Linked DNA regions of Mus musculus: regions 1 and 3 are each linked to region 2. A link is a contact called in public Hi-C and HiChIP or PLAC-seq data. All regions are on one chromosome and are shown on one strand. The core of a region is the stretch at or near the end of the contact, and the rest is flanking DNA. Distances in the headings are between cores, read along the strand shown.

The links. Hi-C and Micro-C count contacts between places; a contact is called where the count stands out from the background. HiChIP or PLAC-seq counts read pairs in DNA pulled down with a chosen protein or histone mark.
Region 1: a contact with region 2 is called in an H3K4me3 HiChIP or PLAC-seq map of bone marrow-derived macrophages, with 4 times the contacts expected there. The contact joins the enhancer-like site here to the promoter of Ell2 in region 2. A contact is called at or near these places in 2 of 39 promoter capture datasets (hippocampal neurons and liver), 1 of 115 datasets of contacts at active chromatin or transcription factors (bone marrow-derived macrophages) and 1 of 9 other capture datasets (liver).
Region 3: a Hi-C map of cerebral cortex shows a contact between it and region 2, with 3 times the contacts expected there. The contact joins the promoter of Pcsk1 here to the promoter of Ell2 in region 2. A contact is called at or near these places in 4 of 39 promoter capture datasets (the C10 cell line, cranial neural crest, hippocampal neurons and 1 more), 1 of 484 Hi-C or Micro-C datasets (cerebral cortex) and 1 of 115 datasets of contacts at active chromatin or transcription factors (bone marrow-derived macrophages).

What each region holds. Positions count from the first base shown.
Region 1 is chr13:74,820,929-74,825,404 of GRCm38.p6, reverse strand. No RefSeq gene overlaps it. Among named protein-coding and RNA genes, the nearest start is that of Cast, 15 kb to the right of the region's middle. Within about 2 kb of position 3,109, at least 46 of the 459 cell types and tissues checked have an H3K27ac peak or open chromatin away from gene starts, as enhancers often do. A contact at or near this core is called in bone marrow-derived macrophages, where this site is marked.
Region 2 is chr13:75,705,609-75,710,121 of GRCm38.p6, reverse strand. Ell2 (elongation factor for RNA polymerase II 2) reads right to left here and starts at 2,638. Exons shown (of 12, transcript NM_138953.2): 1 at 2,325-2,638. The coding sequence starts at 2,471. It overlaps 1700037F03Rik (a long non-coding RNA gene), which reads left to right and starts at 2,965. Exons shown (of 3, transcript XR_873683.1): 1 at 2,965-3,043.
Region 3 is chr13:75,088,135-75,092,285 of GRCm38.p6, reverse strand. Pcsk1 (proprotein convertase subtilisin/kexin type 1) reads right to left here and starts at 2,429. Exons shown (of 14, transcript NM_013628.3): 1 at 2,045-2,429. The coding sequence starts at 2,224.

The sequences.
Region 1 (4,476 bases), core at 1,860-4,359, 890 kb after region 2:
TGATTGAAATAATTCTAGCATTTGTTATGCAACAGATAATATGAATCTGGGATGTGTATGCTTAGTAATGATGGTATTTAACATAAATCCCTGTCATCCTCCTATCTAGAGACTAGTTAGATATTCATTATGGTTTCCCAGACATGAGAGCAGCCAAGGAAAATGAGTCATGCTGTATATGACCTTAACAATTGAGTCAGGTTCTTCAGCATTGGTTGCTGTCCTGTGGTTCCTGTCCTTTTTCCACTCTGTAGACCTTTGCATTAGGCTAATTTTTCATACACAAATTTTAATTCTTTCCATAGCAAACATCTTGATTCCAATTTTTAAAAATCTAGATGAATTTCTTGGACAAATCAGTAACCTACAGATTGGGGAAAAAAATCTTCACTAACTCCACATCCAATAGAGGGCTAATATTCAAAATGTATAAAGAACTCAAAAGGCTAACCACCAAAAAACCCAAACAACCCAATCAGTAAATGAAAAGAATGGATACAGGAAAATGTGGTTTATTTACACAATGGAATACTACTCAGTTATTTAGAATGATGACTTCATGCATTTTGGAGGCAAATGAACTAGAAAATATCATCCTTAGTGAGGTCACTCAGCCCCAAAAGGACATGCATGTTATGTACTCAGTAATAAGTGGATATTAGCCAAAAAAGTGCAGAATACCCAGGATACAATCCACAGAACTCAAGGTTAACAAGCCCAAGGATACAAGTGAGGATGCCTCAATCCCACTTGGGAGGAAGAAGAAAACAATCACAGGAGGGGAGACAGAACAAGAGTCCTGGGTGGTAAAGAGGACAGGGGAGGAAGAGGGGGAACATGAGAAGGTATTGTAGGGGCCAGCAGAAAAAATGGAAACAGGCAACCTTGAGAGGTAGGAGATGAGGGAACCCTCTAGAATATACCAGATACCTGGGAGGTAAGAGACTCTCAGAACTCAAAAAGAAGGACCTTAGATGAAACGCCCTATAGTGGAGAGAGAAAACTTGTAGAGTCCACCTCCAGCAGAAAGATAGGGCATCAAGTGAAGGATGGAGTTGCCATCTCACAGTCAAACACTCTAACCCAGAATTGTTCTTGTCTAGAAGAACAGCAGGGACAAAAATGGAAAGGTCCCTAAGGAAAAGGAGGTCCAATGACAGACCCAAAGTGAGATCTAACTCTAGGGGAGGCCCCAAGGCCTGACATTATTACTGAGACTATGGAATGCAGAAAGGATCCTATCATGAAAGACCCTACAAGCAGTTGAATGAGTCAGATGCAGACACTTACAACCAACCAATGAACTGAAGTTGGAGACACCCTGTGGCTGAATTAGGGAAAAGCTGGAAGAAGTTGAGGAGGGCAACCCCATAGGAAGACCAGCAGTCTCAACTACCCCAGACCCCTGAGATCTCCCAGCAGGAGCCACCAACCAGGCAGCATGCACCAGCTGATATGAGGTCCCTGACACATATACAGCAGAGGACTGCCTGGCAAGGCCTCTGTGAGAGAAGAAACGCCTAACTTTTAAGAGACTTGAGGCCCCAGGAAGTGGAGAGGCCTGGTGGGGTAACGGAGTAGGGACATTGTTTTGGAGAGAAGAGAGTAGGAATGTGATGAGGAACAGCAAAAGGGCAGAACAGGAGGGAGATAATGACTGAACTGTCAAAAAAGATTTAATAATAATATGAAGAAGAAGAAGAAGAAGAAGAAGAAGAAGAAGGAGGAGGAGGAGGAGGAGGAGGAGGAGGGGGAGGAGGGGGAGGGGGAGGGGAAGGAGGAGGAGAAGGAAGGAGGAGGAGAAGGAAGGAGGAGGAGCAGGAGGAAGAAGGAAGAAAGAAGGAAGAAGGAAGAAGGAAGAAGAAGAAAAGAAGAAAGAGGAGGAGGAGGAAAGAAAGAAAGAAAGAAAGAAAGAAAGAAAGAAAGAAAGAAAGAAAGAAAGAAAGAAAGAAAGAAAGAAAGAAAGAAAGAAAGAAAGGAGGAAGGAAGGAAGGAAGGAAGGAAGGAAGGAAGGAAGGAAGGAAGGAAGGAAAGAAAGAAAGAAAGAAATGTTGGGAGCCGCCCCCACATTCGCCGTCACAACGCGTTTAAGAAAGAAAGAAAGAAAGAAAGAAAGAAAGAAAGAAAGAAAGAAAGAAAGGAAGGAAGGAAGGAAGGAAGAAAGGAAGGAAGGAAGGAAGGAAGAAAGAAAATTAGATGAATTTCTTTGGTCAAAGTGATTCATAGAAATTAACTCATACAAATCATTTTATGACAGAAATAAAATTAATAGTTTCTTTTTTTTCTAATATCTATATCCAGTTCATTACCTCCTACTGAAAACAAAGTTGTCATCTTGGGGCTAGAAAGGTATCTCAATGATTAAAGGCAATTGTTACTCTCTGAGAGGAAGGACCTGGGTTCAATGTCTAGCACCCACATGGTGTTTCACAACCATCCATGACTCCAGCTTCATGTCATATAATGTCTTGTTCTGACCTCCTTGGGTACCAGGTATGCATGTAGTGCACAGACATAGATGCTGGCAACACACTCACACATATAAAATAAATAAATAATCTAAATCTAAGTCTCTCTCTATTTTCATAATTAATTATAGGAAAATTTATATTATACATATTTGTATATGTGCATACATATATAATCTGAATTTTTATATGTCTATTGCCAACAAAAATTCAATTTTATATATATGGGTGTATATATATATGTGTGTATGTGTGTGTATGCATATATATGTATATATGTATATATATTTATATGTGTCTGGCCTTCATTTCTTCTTTCAAAGACTTCTTCCTTTCCTCTCCCTTCCACTTCCCTTCCTTTTCCTCCTCATCTTCTCCCCTTCTTCCTGTCCCTCCTTCCCTCCTCTTCCCTCCCCCCCCCCCCGCCCCCTGCTTTTTTTTTTTCCTTACAGATTTCCCTCATGCATCTTAGACTGACTTCAAACTCCATCTTCCCGGTCTCCCAAGGGCTGGAATTGCATGCACACACCAACACAAGCCTGTTTGGAGAATATCCAGAAGGCCTTCAGAGTGGGTGATATGCTCAACAAACCACATTCCTCCATTGTAAAGAGAGAGAGAAAAAAATCCCGTGGTTGATCATCAGTGTGACTCACCACAGACTTCCAACACCACACCCAAACACAGCACTGTAGAAGATCTGGTTAGACCTGACTCAGAAAATAAAATCATCATGAGTAAAACTGTGTTTCAGTGTCTGCCAAATGGCACTTCTCTCTCGTGTTTATAGTAGTCTGTATTCTTCTTGCAAATCATTTCATATTACATGTATAAGTTTTTACTTATTTTATTTAAAATTATTAAAAAATATTGTTGTTTGGGATACTGGGTTAGAACCTTGTACATGCTAGGCAAGTGTGCAATCATTGACTTTTATCCTGTGTCCTTGGGTTTGCTTTTTTTTCTTCTTTTCCTTTCTGTGTCAGGTTCAGATTACTACATGAAGACAATTACATGAAGACAACGTGCTGAAGAGAGGCTTTCTAATGGCCTACATGTCACAGTTCTTTTTATTAAGAAAAAAGTGTCACTTTAGACAAAGACAGTTTGGTCACATGAATAATCTTGATTTTTTTAAGTCAATTTAATAATAATAAAAATGTATTTTATAAATGTGTAAGTATAAAAGTGAACAAATTCAAAACAAACGTATTATATCCATTAATTTCTAGAGATGACAATGGGCCTGCACAGACACCATTTTGAATTTCTGCTTAATTTCACTCAGATCCTTCCTTATTAATTTATATTTATTTATTTATTTATTTATTTATTTATTTATTTTGGAGTGGACAATCAGCTGTCCACCATCCTATTCCTTCCCCAACTTACATTTGCTTTGAACTCACCCAAACAGGTCTACTTTCTACAATGGGTAGTGAAAACTAGATAAAGAAAAACATCTCCAGGTGGCAGGAACTGTGGCAGGAAGCCAGACCTGGGCTTCATTATAGGAACTGAAGACCAGGAACCCAGCCTCTACAACAAGAACCATCAGGCCTCCAAGGAAAGGGAAGGGAGTGGGAATGGAGCACTTAAGCATTCTCACAGCCCTCTGCTGTGCCACACTGCTTTATGGAAGGCCAGTTGCACTCAGAAGCCATTGATTGTGAGAAGCGTTTTATAGCTCTGAAATAATCTTCCTGGTTTTCGTTTGAGCTAGTTACTTAAGAACTAAAAGCGCCAACACATTCAGAGAATAACCAAAATACATATAAAGTATGCAAATCAGTTCTTGATAGATTGTTCTAACTTTTCTCTTACATTGTCCTCATGAAGAAAAAAGATTCTATCCTGCAGCAAATCCTTATAATTTGTTCAAATAAGTACACCATAAAGTTTCATAAAACAAATCTAATCTTCATTACTTATTGTCAAGTAAAAGCATACTAATGTAAAATATGCCCTACAAATGTGCAAATATAAATGGGAAAATTCTAAAAAGACC
Region 2 (4,513 bases), core at 1,389-3,888:
TCTAACCTTAATTCCAAGTATGAAAACACCAGACAGAAATGAAGGCCATACAAAGATAAGAAAACAAACTCCCTTTCAGGGCCCCATTGGACACTGGGGTCGGGGGTGGTCTGTCACTTCAGTTATCCTGGGCAGCACCTTCTCTTTTCTTTAAGTGGACCTCTTCACCAATTCCCTGAACCAGTGTATGGTGAAATATCCCTGTTTAACTGTACAGTTTGCCTTTTGTTTCCTAAAGGGGGTGATCCCCATCCCCGCCCCGAACCCTCAGAGTTAACTTTCTACACCACTCTAACTCAGCCTCAGCCTTTCCATATCCCCAGGTCTGTTCTGTTGTCTTTTAATTGGGGGCTTGGCTCCTCTTCTTCCTCTCCTTATGTCCCCTTACCTCACTTCTTCCCACTGTCATTGCTTCCTATGCCCCTGGAACCCACAACCTTATCTCTCCATCTTGCAGGGCTGAGTTTCTCTGTCAGCCTTGGCCCCCCTGCCTTCCTGCCTGGCTTTCCCCAGATGGGCCTCCCACTTCATGCTGGTACTGGCCTCTTTCTTGCTTGTGAACCTGTCTGGAGAGTAGCTACTAGCACATTCAGTTTTGCTATTTGGATCTTTGTGTCTTTATTGGTGGCTCTACACTGCTCTCCAAGCCTTATTTGAGGTCTTCTCCCTGGGTGGAAGGTCTGTTTCTCCATATACTTGCACTCCTCCCTGTTGGCTTCCCCTTAATCTCCACAAAACGTGTCATTACTTTCCACCATATGCTTCTCTGTGCATAACACGTGCCCAATCAATTCTTTGGGAGCCTCTGAGAGCATATGATCTGGATCTTTCCTTTTCTGTCAGGTGAACTCATATACTCCCAAGATGTACACAACTGTTTATGTTCTCTCTGTGTGTGCATGTGTGTGGGAGCTTCTGGAAGCTCTGCTGGCCCAGGTTTCTGCTTCTCACGATGGCTCTGCCTAAGACTATTTTTCTCTGTATGCATTTAAAGTGCCTGGCACTAGTAGGAGCTCAACAGATGTTAGTTCTTTTTCCACTTTTATCTAAGTATGTGAGGTCCGAGTCCCTCTGTGCCTGTTTTATGAGACATATTGGAATATATTCTTTAGTAGGCACTGAACTTCTTGTTAGAAAATCCTGTGGGGTGTAGCTGTTTGTTTCTTTTCTCTGAACAAAATGCCCCTGGCTCTTCCATATGGTATAGTCTTTCCCTTCGACAACATGTCCACTTTCGTCTCCCTACTCCCCCACCCCCTTTTACATGCCCATAATCGGCTTCCTTATACCCCCATCTGGTTAAATTGTCATTACGGTGCCTTTCTGTGCGAAAGTTCCTGGGTTTGGACTCCAGCTACAGGGTATGTGCCTTGGAGCCTCTTCCTCTAGTGGAGTCAAGCGCTCAGAGTATGGGATGAGGCGGAGACCACAGGTTTCTCTCTCTGGGGCCCAGGAAAAGAGCAGAATCTCATCCAGTCAGCCGTCTGTCTCCCCACAACCTTCGGGCTCGCTCCTCGCCAACAGACAGCGAGCCAGCACAGGACGCGGAGCGCCTTTCGGCTACGCGGAGCTTCTGAGAATTCCTTTCCCCAGACCCGGCCGTCTTGTTTCAGGCTCTAGTTGATTTTGAGTCTTCTGGTGTCTCTCCCGGAGATGAGGTGTCGGTTTGCGGCCACTCGGTATGCGGTGTGTCTCCGGGAACCCAACCCACAGAGCTGGAGTCCCCGAGTCCCCGAGAGTGCAAGGTGTGTCCCCCTCCCCCTCCTCGCAGCGCCAGTGTCCCGGCCTTCCCGAGTACACCATGTACACTCTCGCCTGCAATAGGGGTGCCAGTGTCTCCGAGTCCCTGAGAGTACTAGTTATGTCTTCACCCCCACGGAGTGCCGCTGCCCCTCGCTCAGCGACTCAGCCATCCCTCCGCGTTTCCCAGAAAACTCTGACCGCTCGCGGCCTCCGACCCTCGCTTCTTTACTGGTAGCTCCGTGCGCCCCCTCCGAGGGTAAGGCGATCGCCACACTTCTCTCCCAAAGGACCCGGTTCCTCCTCCGGACCAAACAAGCCAGAAACCCCGCGGGCGGCTGTCGGAAAGTCCCGCAGCGGCCGCGCAGCCCCGGCCAGGCCGACCCCGCCACAAGGGGCCGCCCGCCCGCGCCCTCGATCCAGAGGCCCCGGACCGCGGCGTCGGCGCCCGCGGCTGGCCTCGTTCCCTTCGGCGGGTGCGGAGGCAGCAGCGGGAGCCAGCGCCCCACCGGCGCGGCGCCAGGCGCCCGGCAGAAAGATCAGTGGCCGCCGCCTCCCCGAGCGCTGCCCGGCCGGCCGCTCACCTTGTGGCTCTGGTAAGTCTCCAGCGCCCGGATCGCCGTCTCGGTGAGCTTCACATGCAGCACGGTGATGTTGTCCTGCCCCAGCCGCCCGCACGCCAGCCCGTACCGCTGCTCCTCCCGCAGTCCCGCAGCCCCCCCCGCCGCCATCTTAAACTCCCCGGGGTGCCACCGCGGACGCCGCTCGGGCTCCAGCCTCCACTGCGGCCGCGGCTGCTCGGGCTCCTGCAGCCGCCGCCACAGCTACGGCCATCCCGCTGCTGACGTACTGTCATATACTGCGCGCAGCTAGACCTCGGGCTTCCACAGCTGCGGGCCGCCCCACCCTCGAGCCCGCACCCCGCCCTGGACTCTGTTCATTGGTCTGAATCCCCACAGAGCCTCCCTCATTGGCTGCTCTTCACCTCAAGGGGGCGGGGCCCAAAGTCGCAGGAGTTTTGCTCTCAGGACGGGACGTCCGACAGAGGAGAGGTTGACGTCGGGGTGACGCGTCGAGTTAATCTTATCTGACGTCATGTCTCGTCTTGGCTCTCCTGCGGCGATTGGCTGGACCGATTTGGGGCAGAACCCTGCTAATTGGGTGTCAAGGTTACCAAGTGAGCCTAAGTCGGAGCCCCGCCCCTTGAGAGGTAATAGTGGACCGAACACATAGGTCAACCTGTTCTTGCGGTACGAAGTGAAGATCCCCATTCGGTAGGGGTGAAGGCAGGACAGATGACCAAGTACGGATTTTGTTTCCTGACAGCTGCACAAGCTTTGGGTCTTGATATGCTCTGTGGTGCAGACACCGTAGGCTGTCTCAAGAGAGCTTTTCCTTAAAAGGAAGTTCAGTACTGGGGTGGCACAAAGGTTTATTTATTTGTTTGTTTGTTTGTTTGTTTGTTTATTTTTAATTCCAGACTTGAAATTACCAAGTCAGCTGTAGTCTTCAGTAGTTGTGTGAGACTGTGTGGAAAACTTAAGCACAAAATTATACCAGTGCATTAAATGTGTTTTGAGTGGTGGTCATGATACAATAAATAGAGTTGGACCTTAGAGTCTTTCAAAATCAACTCATACATGTATGTGACTTCAAAGGAATAGAATATGCACTGGAGCTCATCATATGATCAGGGTTATGCCTTTTTATGGGTCATGGGGAAACCATACTGTTCGGGGTTTCTTCTTTCAAAGGCCCTTGAAGAGTATAACTGACCTTGAGGTAGGTAAAAAGAAACAATGATACCACCCATTCTCTGAGTCTTCTTTGAGATCTGTGTCTTTCATTGGTTTTATTTAGGCTAGGAGGTCTTACTGAGTTTAAATGGAGGAGGTAGAGGCCAAAGTGTAAGGAGGCTTGGCTTAGTTTCCACTTCAGTTTACACTGTGTGTGGGCATGGCTAAAGGAGGGTGCCTACAGCAATCCTCTTTAAGCTGTGTGCGGATAGACTAGATAGGTTTCCCCTGAGAAGGTCAATTAATTGGCTGATCAGAAACACAAGACAAAAAGCAAACAATTGCCAAGTTGAGGCTGGGAGATTGACTGTGGAAGGTAGGTTCTAGGCCCGCCTGGGCTTCAAACCAAGCCCTGTCTCAGAAAACAAGAGCAAAAACTAAACAAACAAACAAACAAGTGAAAGATTTAAAAGCAGGGATAGGCACTCTGTACAAATATCCCTTTTTGGCCGGGCGTGGTGGCACATGCCTTTAATCCCAGCACTCGGGAGGCAGAGGCAGGCAGATTTCTGAGTTCAAGGCCAGCCTAGTCTACAAAGTGAGTTCCAGGACAGCCAGAGCTATACAGAGAAACCCTGTCTCGAAAAACCAAAAAAAAAAAAAAAAAAGAAGATATCCCTTTTTGTTTTAAAAATCGAGACATTCATTATTGTAAAGCCCTACCATCGTCTTTCTGGATTTTTTTTTTTTTTATAGATATTTACATGGTATTTTTCTAGCTTTTAAATACAATTTGGGCTATAATTGCCTTTAATTCTATATTCACCCCACACCTTAGTAAATCCCCCCTTTTCCAGACCCTCAAGCATTCTATGAATGCTTGCTATGAAAGTCTCAGAAGGAATTCTTTCTGTAGTGTGGTTATTAAATAAAAGTCTGAGTATCAAGTCTAGTTTCATCAGATCACTTTGTAGCTTGTCCTGATTTCAGCCCACTGGTATGAGTTCTGTTAACCCATGGTTTCCACCTATTACTTT
Region 3 (4,151 bases), core at 1,180-3,679, 620 kb after region 2:
GTTGAAAGCCATGAGACAAGGTTAGGGTTGCAGAGCTCTGTTTCTACCATCAGTTAGCTGTGCTTCTTGTCTCTACCCTTGTCCTATCTTTGACATGAGGCTGCAATGTTAGGATGCTTGTCTTAGTAGGGTTTTAGAGATGCTGGACAAAATGGGAAGTAAGCAGAGCCAAGAAAGCACCGCTAGTCTTTTGCAAATTATTTTTTTGAAACTTTTGTTATTGAATTTGACACTTTAGCAAAAAAATGACTAGAGGGAAGCTAGTTTATTTTGAAAAATACTTTTTATACATAGTGGTCTAGGTGTAGATGTGTGTATGACATTGATGTGTGGCGTGTGGGGGAGGAGAGTCTTATGTTCTCTTTCTTTTCCCATCACAAATATCAAGCTGCTGACTAAATACCACCTCTCCCACCTAGGACATACAAATTTCCATGATGCTTGTATTACCCACCTGGAAAATTCCATCAGCTACTCTCTCTCTTTGGTTCCCAAATGTTCAAGAATTATACACAATAACCAAACAATACGAAGCAGCTTTGTGTCTGTTTCCCCTGTAAACTATTTTCTATGCCTGGAGTGACTTCTCCAATCTTACTCACCATGTTCTTCTGGCAGCCTCAGACTTTACTCAACTCCTGTGTAGTAGATATTTTCCGTAGCTTTTTTTCATGCCCCCCCCCCAAATTCCCTTCTACCTTTCCCCCTTCTATCAAAAAACATGCTGAATTAAACCACCAACTACAACATCTCTCACACAAATTGCATTCAGGTCCATTGTCCTTAGCATGTCTTATCCTCCTTTTAGTCTTCAGTCCCTAAGGCACAGCCTGGAACTGTTCAGAAAGGCTCTGGGAATTTTATTGAGTTTCATGCTGGGTCTTTCAGGACCATTTAGCTCACAAAGTTAGAGAATGAAGCCTCTGGCTAGAGAAGGAATATTTCCTAGTGGATTTGATGTATGAAATAGACACTGCCTACGCCGATTACTCATCTGTGACTTCAGAGTCTCAATCACCACCTCCAGAATAGAAAACGCGCCAAAATGTTTTACAACTCGTTACTCCCTCCTCTCCCCCCTTAACTGTGGACAATTTCCCTGGCAATGGTGAGGGGTTTGACTCCATTTCAAGGGAAAGAAATGCTCAGATTAGAAATCACACCCTCTGTGATTCTCTTTTGGGACTGCTCTGCCAAGCAGACTCCAACTTAATGCTTCTGCGCACCCCTCCCCACCTGTCTGTTAATTCAGCATACACTTGGACAAATATCAGTTTATCTCATAACCCGAAAACCCCAGGAAATGTTTGTGCACACGGCCGAGGTACAAGACAGAAAGAGATCCTTTCCCCACAGTCATTTCTGCAACCAGACCATGCTAAGACACTGGCCATGCAAAGTTAGGAAGCTCAGACTTCACAAGTTATCAGGGAAAATCCTGAACTCCCCCACTGGCGATGCTCGGACTTTTTCCCCTACCTAATCCCCTTCCAGTTTCCCCTACAGATTCTGAACTACCACCACCATCACCTGACTGGGGAGTCACTAGTACCAGCAGCTGGGCGCGCCCTTACACTCAGGAATCTTCAAGCCTGCCTGTCCCCTGTTTTCAGTACTGGGAGCTGGTGCTGCCATATTGAAAAAGAAGGAAAGCGTCAGCTCTGGCCGCAAGCCTCCTGTGTCCCAGGGGACCGAGCTCACTTCCTTTCCCAAGATAGACGAGAGCCCCTGTGCACCTTCAAGTTCCCCGAACAAACGTAAAAGGCTTTTTATTTCATTTTCCAAACCTCGAGGAAGAGGATTTCAAGTCTAGAGCCAACAACAGAGAGAACAGTGTCGGCTGAGCAGCTTCCTCTTGTTTAGCGGCGCCCAGCCCAAACAGTAAATAATGCAAGCATTTCTCCTCTAAAAGCGCGAGCAGGGGGAGGATTCTCCGAGCTGCTTGCGACACTGGGCGCCGGGTAGCGCAAGCGGCTCCCACTTCACTTTAGCCCTACCAGAGTCCTTAAGCCCCAGAAAGTTTTTCGAAAGTGGAAACTCTTACCTGACCCAAAAGGTCATACCCCAGTTCTTCGGCGATGGCAGAGGCAGCTTCTTGCCCTCCGGGGATCTCCGCCGCCCATTCATTAACAAACTGCCTCTTTGCTTTTACACTGTTTAGTGCACACCAAACGCAAAAGAAGGCGAAAGCAGTACACTGCAGAGTCCAACCTCTTTGCTCCATGGCTCAAAACCTTGTTCTCACACAAGTAGGAAGGGCTGGGAGAAAAGAAGCAAGATCAGAGACACACCAGCTAGACTCGACCTTTCCACCCAGCAGCTTAAAACCTCTCCTGGCTCTGGGTTGCTCTACTAGAGCTAGAGGCTCACTGGGAGAGGCTGGGCGGCGAGAGCGAGCGCTCACTAAAGTGCTTCAGTCTCCCGACTGAGTGGAGCCCCAGCCTTACCAACCAGAATAGAAATGAGTGTTTACACGTCAAATCGACGAAAGCCATCTCTTGACGTCAGATCTACCTGGACTGAGAACTGGATGGTATTCCCGGCGGGGTGGAGAAGTGACTAAAATAGGCAGGGAAGGATTAAGAAAAGGAAAAGAAACTGGTGGGATCGGTCAGTTCTGCTGCCTGTTCATAAATACTGTAGCTGTGAGAAACATCTCCATTCTTCAAAGAGAACCGCCTCATTTGAATATAACTACCAAGATCCCAAGGCAGGAAGCACAACAATTACCCCTCACTCCCTACCTCCCACCCCCGCCTTCCATCTATTTTCTCTATCTTACCTTATATCTCCTATGAATGTGCCTGGTGATGATAGAATTCTTATAATGGTTCTTGAGTATCAGCATTTGTTATAAAACAGACACAATCTAGGACTCGTGTTTTGATCTTTCAGAGGCTGGGAGCAGAGGAGCGAAGCTACCTGATGCATTGTTTCAAATCCTGTAAGGAAATAAGCACTTCCTCTACACAGTGTTGAAACAACATTTTTATAGTGCGTTTTAAATCACTCGTAATTCCTCCTCTCTTGCTTCTGACCCCTACTAAAGCAGTTTCTAAAATTCGACCCCAGATCATTTGGAGCCCAGGGCCACCATCATTACAGTGTTTACATTAAAAAGGAGAAAAGGAAGACTGATTGATTAGCAACATGAGTTTTTAACATAGAAACATGTTTTAAATTTTCAACGAGGAGGTTCAGAGCCCCAAAGACTTTCATATCGACTCAGTGAGGGAGGTGGCAAGTTTCATTAACCCAGAACTTTCTATTTTTCCCTCACTGGAGATTTTAACTTTGGCACTGACTTGAAGCTGTGCTGGTACTTTCACATAAAATACAGCAAGAATCTTTGTGGAATACAGATTGCCCTTAGAGGGAGAATAAGAGAACGTCCCTATGCCCACCTTCGAAACAGCAATCATACTGCCTTGATGGACTCTAACTGGAGGGATTGAACAGAGGAGAGCAAACCCCAGCCTTTAATATTCAGCACCGATGTGTGGACAGCGATAATCTCAGTGCCTCTATGAAAGCCTTCTGAGCAGAAAGGGCGCTGCTGCCCTGGCCAGCTCTCAGCAGCTTTCTGTTTGACCTGGGTCTTTCCCTCCTTTGAACAGCAAACTAGGAAGCCTTAGTGGAAGTCTGATGAGGGTCATGATGGTTACTATGTGCATCTTGTTCACCGGGCCTACTTGGCAAGGAAAAGAAATTGAGAGGTGTATTTTTTTTTTCTGAAAAAGATTATTTAACCTCCTAAAGGGAGTGGGAGTGGAGGATGGGGGAGGGTGCATGGCATAAAGCAAGAAAAGGAAGACTACAGGGAAAGGGGACTACAACAAACAGAGAAAAGAAGCAAGAGATGGTCTCCACTATATGAAAACGAGGCAAGACTTGATGAAGGGTTCAGTAGGGTATGTGGGGGGGGGGGGGGCGCGGACACGTGTGTTTGTGTATACTGTATGTAGCCAGAACACAATGTTGGGTGTCCTACTCTATCACTTTTTGCCTTATTTCCCTTGAGACAAGGTCTCTCACTGAACCTGGGCTAGGCTGTCATTCAGCAAGCCTCAGTGATCCCCTGTTTCTGTCCTTCATAGCCCTGAGATTAAACCGGACCTAGTTTTTTGTTTGTTTGTTTGTTTGTTGTTTTT